Linked DNA regions of Zea mays: region 2 is linked to region 1. A link is a contact called in public Hi-C data. All regions are on one chromosome and are shown on one strand. The core of a region is the stretch at or near the end of the contact, and the rest is flanking DNA. Distances in the headings are between cores, read along the strand shown. Region 1 holds the start of LOC100383572. Region 2 holds the start of LOC103640699.

Region 1 (4,796 bases), core at 731-3,230:
CGATGGCCTGCTGCTGCTCTTCGAGCTTCCTCCTCAGGAACGCCTCGTGGTTGGCGATGTTCCCGTACATCATCCTTGGTCCTATACCAGTTGCCAAACAACAAACCAGCTTGTTAATCTGCATCAATGGCAGATTGAGCAGAAGAAATGCTGCAAGGAAAGAGAAGAATGGAATGAATGCATACATGCAAGCAGTGCAATGCAACGCAACACAGAGAGTGGAGCGGTTACTACTCACCGATCTGTGGCTGCTGCAGATCGAAGGGGTCCCTGGAATCCAGCAATCCGGTGGGCGACGTGCAGCCGGCGAAGTCGCCGAGGTGCGGGTGCTGCAGCTTCCTGCAACAAAACAAAGAAAAAAAAAGAGGGAGACGATGTTTCCGTTTACTACGAGAGCACAAGAAACTGTCGAAACGGAGCGATGTAAAGAGAGAAGCGGACGAGGCGACGGACCTGAACCTGTCGGGGACCTTGCCCTTCTCCTTGTAGGGCTTCACGAGCACGCGCGCGTCGCACACGAAGTGCGGGTTGCCCTTGCACAGGATGATCCTCACCGTCTCGGCGTAGACGAAGCTGACGAAGCCGAACATGCGCTTCTGCTGGTACGGGATGCGCACGTCCTGCACCGGCCCGTACATGCTGCCAAAGGAGGGAGACGGACGGGGCGCGTCGCGGTCGATGGATCAATAATCACTCGGTTCGGTTCCTTCCGTTCGCCCGTTATTGGACTGGAATGGAACGGAACGGACTGGACTACCAGGAGAGAGAGAGAGAGGGGGAGGAGAGACAGTTGTCGAAACAAAAACAGGACCCCCAATAATGGCGGCGCGCCCAGTACCTGAAGTAGTTGGAGACGTCGTCCTCGCCGAAGGTGGAGTCGGCCGGGAAGGTCAGGTAGATCTGCCGCGCGGCGGGGCTGGAGACGAGCTCGCCGCGGTCCATCCTGCCGGGCGACCGCAGAGGGAACCTGCTACTGTGCATGTCGTCGCCGCCGCCGCCCTGGAGCAGCATGGCGGCCCCCGCCCTGGAGAAGCGACGGAGCGAGAGACTACTCGGTCAGCAAGGCCGGCACGAGAGACTGGAACGAAAATGCAGGCTTTGGTGGCGACGACGGGCTGAAAAAACGTCACCTTTGGGGCTCGCTTTGCTGCTGGTAGTGGTGGTGGAGCAGGAGGTTGAGGTTGGCGCCCTTGGGCGGCGACGGCGACGGCGAGAACGGGAACGCGGACGCCATGAGCTGCTGCTGCTGCTGCGGGCGCGCGGCGGCGGCGGCGAGGGCCTTGGCGCGCATGACGGCCATCTCGCGCTCCGCGGCGTCGGGGGCGGGCTCGGGCAGGCCGTGGAGGAAGCGGCAGGCAGAGCCGTTCTTGCAGAACCCGCGCGCGAAGTACATGCAGGGCCGCCACGCGCCGGGGCCGGCGGCGGCGGCGGCGAGCTCGGCGTCGCTAAGCGAGAAGCTGCGGCGGTGGGCGGTGGCGCCGGCCGGGGACCAGCAGTCGTAGTCGTCGGAGAAGAATGTGTCGGCGTCGGCGCCGTCGTAGTCGTACCCGAGCGCGTGGTCGGCGGCGAAGGGGGCCTGCTGGTGGTCGGAGGGCGGCGCCCAGGGCGAGGCGGGCTGGTGGAGCGGGCCGGGCACGGGCGAGGGCGGGGACGCGGGCTTGGCGGCGAGGTCGGCGCGCGCTGCGGCGGCGAAGGCGTGGAGGATGTGGTCGGGGCCGAAGGCGAGGCGGATGAGCTCCTTGTCGCTGTTGTCCTGGATGAGCAGCAGGCCCATGATCTTGGACGCGTTGTCCGGGTCCAGCGCCCGCACCCGGTCGAACACCGCCTTGGTGGCCTCCCAGGCGTCCATGGCGTCGCGGCGGGAGCGGGAGCGTGCGACCCCTTCTTTTATCAGGGGTGGTGTGGTGGGTTTCCTTCTCCCTTGGTTCTTCTTGCTGAGAGCAGCACGGAACGGGAGGAGTGGGGGACGGGACGGGACGGCTACCCCTGCCTGAGAAACTGTGGAGTGAGGGAAGGTGAAAAGCGAGAGGAGAGGTGTGGGGACACGGTTGGATTAGAAGAAAAAAAGCACCGTACGTGTGGTGAATTAAATAGAGAGGGGTGGATTTGAATTCCGGTTGTTTTGGCTTTCCTTGCGTACCAAGGAGTCCAGAACCAAGAATCGACCATTTTTTTTTGCATTTTAGCTCTTTTGAGTTTTTTTTGCATAATTATGTTCTTTACAGTTTTATTTCAAAAAATGAATCTCAAACTCGACGTCATCATCATTGGCGCCGAGCTAACGCACAGCGACGCTAGTACCATTGGCGCCTACTGATGCTCGAGGGTGGATGAGTGGGCCGATGAGTGGGTGAGTGATCACGAGGCATTCTCTTCCATAATGCAAGTAGATTGAGTGTATCTTATTAGTCCTCTTATTTGTGCAATGATAAAAAGGGTATTTTGATGAACAGTGTTGTAATTAGATTTTTGGCGAACTAGAAACTAGGGCAAGAACAACATAGGTAGTGTTTTAGCTTGTTCAAGTTTGGTTAAGTATCGCTGATGTTTGCATATATAGCTTGGCTTTTAAACAATCTACATCCCTTTGTCTGCATGGTGTTTGTTGGCATATGTGACATGTATATATTACGTAGACTAGCTATATCTTTTTTTTTCCTGAACAGTGTAATAATTAGATGGCTGGTGAACTTACATAGTATCATACGCATTAAATATATGCCACATAAACATGTTTGATGATGTGGCAAGATAGTTAAGATGAAAGACAACAAAGCTGTATCTCGAAGGAAGGATATACTACTTGGGCACGATATTATTTTTATTGAAACTTTAACCATCCAAACGCCCCCACATATCATATTCTCACGTGTACTAGTGTTTAATATTCTGTCAGCATCACCCAAGGATGGATCAAGGACAGTCAAGTCACTGCTAGCTCCGAGGCCAAGTGAGGGCTCCGTTTGTTGCCGCGTATTATGAGAGTCTCCGTCACACATGTACGTAATCGCTAGAAAATCTAGCGAGAGCTTGATTATTGTGGATAGTCTTTTTGTAGCGCATTATCCAAGATGTGAAATCAGCGATGATGTTTGATTCGGCACGTGAAATTCTAGCAGCTGCTGGATTTTAATTGTCCCACTAAACAAACGTGCTCCTAGTACGTAGGTGTTCAGGGGGCATGTACAATATTTAATATAAAGTCTCTCGAGAGTTTTATAAGGGCGAAGTGAAGGGAAAAAAATGTAAGTGACAGGCTCCTCGCAAAGAGTCTATCTTTTTACGGCTGTCCATACGTATTATCTCTGTGTTGTTATTTACGATCCAGAATGTTAGAATTCTGGTACGACATAGCGGCAGGTAGGCGCTCTGTGTGTTGCACTTGCTTTCGATTTCACTACTCTCAGTTGGGGGCTGGCTCGCAAGCAAGGGCGTATTTGGACCTGGGGCAACCGCCTGAGGTGCAGCCTAAAAGTCCTCTTGTATATAAGTTTTTTCCAGTCAAAAAGTCTAGCCCAAAAGTCCTGCATTGGCGTCGTACCTCCCTGGCCAATGGGTGGCGAGCGCTGTGCTGAGTGCTGCTGCCATGTGCCCGTGATTCTCCCCTGTTATGAGAAATTATTCCTGAATGTATGGTTCTCTTTCTCTATGTGCCATAGTTCCACTGAATTGTTTTAAAATGTTACTATCCGTTCTTAAATATTTATCGTTCGATTAGTTAATTTTTTAAATAAAGCACCAAAAACTTAAAAATATGAAGTAATGCATCATTATTATATTTATTTATAGATTGTCCTGAGCATTCATTTTACGGACCTCCGCCACTGCTAGTGCTAGCAAGCAAGGAGACGACGAAGTCGCCTTGTCCGTCATGCTGCCTCGATGGCCTCCATGTTCATGGCGTGCAGCTGCTCCGTTCGCTCGCTCACGCACAGACACAGTCACAGGCTGACGACGGGAACTATACAGACACACACAGCTAGCTAGTGACAGGGCTGATGAGCTCACAAGAAACGGCACTCGCGCGCGTCACGGCCGGCCGGTCCGCACAGCTAGCTAGCTAGACATCCGTTAGCTTTACTTCGTCGTCAGCATGCATGCTCATGTTCATCGCAAACCTGGAGTCCCTTGGATGTTCGATGGCTCCAAATCGCAGCCAGCAGCAACGGCCGTCCCTAGGCAGTGCAGGTGAGGGAGATATACAGGAAAGGAGACGAGAGACCAGTGCGCACGCACCACACACGTTGCCTCGCCTTCTCCTGCGCAAGGATCTTCTGAATCTAATCCAATCCAATCCCACCCCAACCAAAAAATCTCCACCTCTCTGTGGATCCATCGACGGTGGATCGGAGCACCGTACCGTCGTGCGTGGTGGTCCTGTCCTGATACATGTTCCTGCGTGCACCGCCCATCGTCGTCGAGTACTAGTAGAATACTAGAGAGAAAGAGAGAAAGAAACAAAAAATACTAGAGAGAAAGAGAGAGCTAGTACTAGTACAGGGCATGTCAGTCCGCCTCACATGCAATGCAATGCAAACCCCGCGGGGCCCGGTGCGCCTGCCTCAGGGCTCGGGCCCACGGGTCACATGGCCTCGCGCGGGCACCACACGTCCACACACTGACACATTGACTGCGACTACTCCTCCGCGGGTGCCTTTGACAGACGGATCGCAGTCGCTGACACTGACACTGACAGGGGGCAGTGCCACGTCCCGGGCCATGGCCTGTCTGGGCCCCACGTGGCAGTGGGCGGTGTCACGCATCAGGTGCTGTGGCTGGGAAGACAGACACGAGCT
Region 2 (4,796 bases), core at 1,305-3,804, 400 kb before region 1:
CCTTCCGATCAACAAAAGAATGCCCTAAACCCCTCACGGACCAGAACCTGGTTTCTCATATTAGCAGGTAGCAGCAGCATAGCTCCTGTCAGCACAAGCTAACCATCAAGTCTTCAGAAAGCCCCCCCCCCCCCACACACACACTAGGACGCAGCGTACTCGTTCTCGATCACCGGCTGCGTCCGCGTCCCGGACGCCACGGGCGCCCGCGCCTGCGCCCGCCCGACGCGCGCCACCCGCAACGCCTCCCCGGCCTCCGCGTTCCGCTCCATGGCCTCAAGCTTCTTGTCCCTCCTGTACCGCACCAAGCACAGCATCAGCGCGCCCACCAGCCCCAAGGCGGCCGCACCTGCAACCACGCCCACGGCGACGGCGACCTTCCACGCCGCCGAGCCCGAGCCCCCCTTCTTCTCACCTCCCTCCTCCGTCGGTATCGGCGGGGCGATCGCGCCAGCCGGAGGCGGAGGCGGAGGCGGACCCGGGGCGCTCCCGCCGCTGGAGTTCACGACGATCGAGACGTGCCCCTGCTCGTACGTCGCGCACACGTTGTTGCCTCCCTCCTCCAGGTCCCGGAACCGCGGCACGCCGTCCAGCCCGAACACCACGCACCGCGCCGCGGCGCCGCCGCCGCCGCCGCCGTTGAAGGCCACGGAGATGGGGCGCCCCGACGCGGCGACGAGGCCGAGCTCCGGCAGCCCCCCGGCGGCGGCGGCGGCGGCCGACAGGTTGGCCGCGTCGTAGGCCAGCAGCCCCACCACCGGCGCCACGTAGGCGTACCCGGCGGGCAGCGGGTAGTAGCGGTCCGACAGGTTGCCGAGGTCGTGGTACACGAGCACCACCCGCTCGACGCGCGGCCGCGTGGCGACGCCGGGCGGGACCGCGAAGTTGAAGTACCCCCCCGCGACGCCCTTCCGCCGCAGGCTGCCGCTGCGCAGGCGCAGCGCGGACGCCGCCACGCCCGCGAGGCTGGATGGGATGGTGGCGTTGTAGATAATGCCCGTGCGCGGCCGCGCCGCCAGCGCCCGGAACGCGTACTCCTGCAGCGCCGCGTCCAGCGCCCTGGCGCTGCCGGGCGGCGCCGCCGGCTGCGCTGACGCTGGTGAGGAGGTGAAGGCGAGGAGGAGGAGGAGCAGCAGTTGGAGGAGGCAGACGCGGCAGATCAAGAAGCCCATGTCGGCGGGTGGGGTGCGGGGCGGAGCAGAGCAGAGGCCGGAGCTTGGCAGGTGGAGTCAGGACGCCCTCCGCATCTGGAATTGGCCGTTGGTAGGATGGGCACGCGTGCGAGAACCTTCCCCTGCTCCTAATTGGTGGGAAACAAGGACGGGGTTTGGGGGCGGAGAAGGCTGTCTGGGATCCTCTGCACGGGCGGGCATTTACGCCGCCCCGCTCGGCACGGTCCAAAGCAGCAGGCGGCTTCGAGCGGGAGGGGGGCAAAATGAGGGCGGCAATGGCGATGGAAGCGAGGAGGGGACAGGTGGAGCGGGAGTCCGGACAGGACCGAGTCCTACGAGGAGTGGCAGGCAGGGCGGGGGCGAGGACGACGCCCGGCAACAAATCGGGCCGCCGACCTGGACAGAAACGATGCGGAGATTGGGAGGAGGCGAGCGAGCGCTGCTCTCAGTCTTGCGGAATCCGGGCGGTGGGAGGGAGAAGGTGGACGCTACAGGGATTCGGGACGGGGCGCAGAACCGCAGAAGTAATGCGCCCCCCACGAATGGAATGACGGCGACGGTGGAGGGGAGGAGAGTGAAGGGAGTGGGGCTGTGGGGGGGACTGAACAGTGAAGACGACGGCGTCGACGAGGGTTTGGGGATTGGAGAATACCGAGGGGGGTCGTTTGTCAGTGTGTGTGTGTGGGTGGGTGGAGGCACGCCGTTTGCCGCTTTGTCATCTCACGGGGGCACGGGCCTTTTCGTAACGTTTGGATTCTTCGGAGGGGCCCTTTTGCATGTGAAGCTTCTCTGAACGCTGGATGGCATGTGGGCCCCCCCGTGCGCTTGCCGCCGCCTCCTCCAGCGCTGCAACGTCCAGGCAGCTAGCTACACACACCTTTGCTCTAGTAGAGTACTGATCATGCCTTGGTACGAGCAGCAGCAGCAGCTGGAACACTGGATGGCATGTGGGCCCGTGTGCTTGCCGCCTCCTCCAGCCGCTGCAGCTCCAACGTCTAGGCTTACTGAAGGACTTGATGCGACACGGCTCGGAAGAAGAGAGCGTCTCTTTCGCTGGAAAGTGGGACCACACGGATGTGTCCCCGCTGGACAGTGAAAGCTCTCGTGAGTCATGAGTACTTTCAGGGCTGTCTTTACTAACGTATATATATGGATTTCGTACTTTTGGGACTGGACAGGACTAATAACAACGGTCTCTATCCTCGTGTCATTTATTAACAACTTTTTATTACATCAGCTACAAAAATTAGTCTACCAAAGTAACCTCCCGTTTGGATTCGCATAGGAAAACAATTATTTATAGCGAAATAGAATTAGGGCCTGTTTGAGAGGGCTCCTAAACTGGCTCTCGCTTTTTGAGTAGCCCTACCAAACGGTCTCAAAAAATAGCTCCGGACAAAGAGCACCGTGGCTCCGGCTCTTCGAGGAGCCCTCCCAAACGGTCTCAAAAAATAGCTCCGGACAAAGAGCACCGAGGAGCTAGAGCCATTTTACAGAGAGAAGCCGGAGCAAAAAAATTGGCTCTTAGCGACTCCCCCTCTCACTCCCCTCCTCTCATGTCAAAAGAAGCCGTTTTGCCAAACGATTTGTTAAAAAACACTGGCTCCTATAGAGAAGCTGGTTTGAAGAGAAGCTAGAGCCGAAATCATTTTTACAGGTGCCAGAGCCGTGCAAAACGGGGCCTTAATTGTAAGGCTACGAACATAACTAAGGACCTGTTTGGGAGGGCTCTCGTTCCGCCTCTTGGAGGAGCCCTCCCAAACGGTCTAAAAAAAAGAGCTCCCAACAAAGAGCACCGAGGAGCCGAAACCATTTTTTATAGAGAGGAGCCGGAGCCCTTCTCTCGCGTCAAGAGGAATCGTTTTGCCAAACGATTTGTTAAAAAACATCGGCCCCTATAAAGGAGTTGTTCTTGAAGATAAGACAGAGACGGAGTCATTTTTAGAGGAGTCGGAGTCGTGCCAAACGGGATCTAAGTCTACTTTCCACCCAGAAGCATTGTGCTATTTGTTGATTGACTTAGGGCTTGTTTGGAAGGGCTCCCAAACCGACTCTGGCTCTTGTAGGAGCCTAGTCAAACGGTTTCAAAAAAGAGCTCCCAATAAAAAGCATCGATGAGCTGGAGCCATTTTTATACAGAGGAGTCGAGCAAAAAAAAGGCTCCTAGCGGGCTTCTTCTCACACTCTCCTTCTCTTGTATTAAGAGGAGCCGTTTTACCAAACGACTTGTTAAAAAAACTAACTCCTATAAAGAAGCTGTTTTTGAAGAGAAGCCAGAGCCGGAGTCAGTTTTAGAGAAGCCGGAGCCCTGCCAAACGAGGCCTTATTAAGACCACCATCCATGGTTGTTGTTGTAAGATCAGTCCAGCATGGTTGTTGTTTTTTTTTCTTCTGATTTTGCTGTAGAGTGAAGGTAGTAGCTTGTGCGCAGCATCAGTACTCCCTTTTCATCATGACGCGATGATGTTTTGGCCGTGACATACGCAACATAGTTTGCCACTTATTACTACTTCATATGGGCTTTGATTAAAGACTTTCTTCATAGCGTGTGGGTTGCGCGTATAGTGGTCAAAGGATGAAAAGGCAGCACTAGCTACATCTAGCTACAAGAAATGATGGACAGCGACAGTGAATGAGAACCATACACTGGTTTGTGATAATATATCTGAAACAATTAATGACCCTCTTTGTGTGCCCATCGGTTTGGGCATGGTATATGGCTGTGCTCAGGGTAAGAGGCTGACCATGTACAGCTGAAACACTGAGAAAGATTGTGTGTCTCTACCAGCCAAAGCAGAGTTGGGAACACCATGTAATTTGACGATGTTGTCCATGGCAACTTGAGCAACAGTAGAGGTACCTATGGGTGCTTGATAGGAAAGAAGTGAGCAAATCTGCAGAGTTTGGGCATGTTTTTCTCCTAGGGCTTTGCTAAGGTAAGCAATGGGTTGACAAGCATCTGTCTCCACAGTGAAAGTGTCCCGGAAATTTGGTAAAGCCAAGGCTAGAGTTCTGGTCATTGCAGCTTTGGATTTCTGAATCTTCTGAATGAGTCACCCGATTGAGGTCATGGCACTTATGTGCCATTACATGTACTGGCCGATTAGCCCCACAATGGAAAAAGGTGAGATCTTCTCTTATGAGTTAAAAATTAATGTCATACCGAAACTCAAGTATGTTACAGCAAATCAGTTTGGAAGTATGTGCAGTGAAATGAGGTAGAGATTCATTTGACTCTGAAAAGGATGAAGCAGTGTCACTGAAAAGGCAGAGGAAATCCTCAAGTGAGCACATCATCGACGGGCAGCTGCCTTCTTTGAAAAAAAAAACACAGCTGTAGTTGTCATTTCCCTTTTTTTCCTGGTCTCTGATCCAACCAGTTTCAGTGAAAAATTGTCATATTAATTCTGGACTAGAAAATGGGAGGCACAAAACAACAGGATTTTTGCTTGTATAACTAACTATTTGTATATTTGTGTTGTCTTGGATCTTCCTTTGCTTATCATGGAATGTATGAATTGGAATATAGCCTCTGGTTGTCTGGCCTGTGTCTGCGCCAACTCATGATCGATCATGTATCTGTCCGCTTCACCTGGATGTTCTGCTCCATCTGCATGCCGCCAA

What was found. Hi-C and Micro-C count contacts between places; a contact is called where the count stands out from the background.
Region 2: a Hi-C map of endosperm shows a contact between it and region 1, with 4 times the contacts expected there. The contact joins the promoter of LOC103640699 here to the promoter of LOC100383572 in region 1. A contact is called at or near these places in 2 of 25 Hi-C or Micro-C datasets (endosperm and tassel).

The regions. Positions count from the first base shown.
Region 1 is chr10:2,310,225-2,315,020 of Zm-B73-REFERENCE-NAM-5.0, reverse strand. LOC100383572 reads right to left here and starts at 1,980. Exons shown (of 9, transcript NM_001176220.1): 1 at 1,131-1,980; 2 at 839-1,024; 3 at 454-639; 4 at 239-339; 5 at 1-81. The coding sequence starts at 1,849.
Region 2 is chr10:2,714,888-2,719,683 of Zm-B73-REFERENCE-NAM-5.0, reverse strand. It overlaps LOC103640699, which reads right to left and starts at 2,554. Exons shown (of 1, transcript XM_020545637.3): 1 at 1-2,554. The coding sequence starts at 1,172. The coding sequence ends at 144. LOC100274681 reads right to left here. Exons shown (of 8, transcript XM_035963291.1): 8 at 4,293-4,796.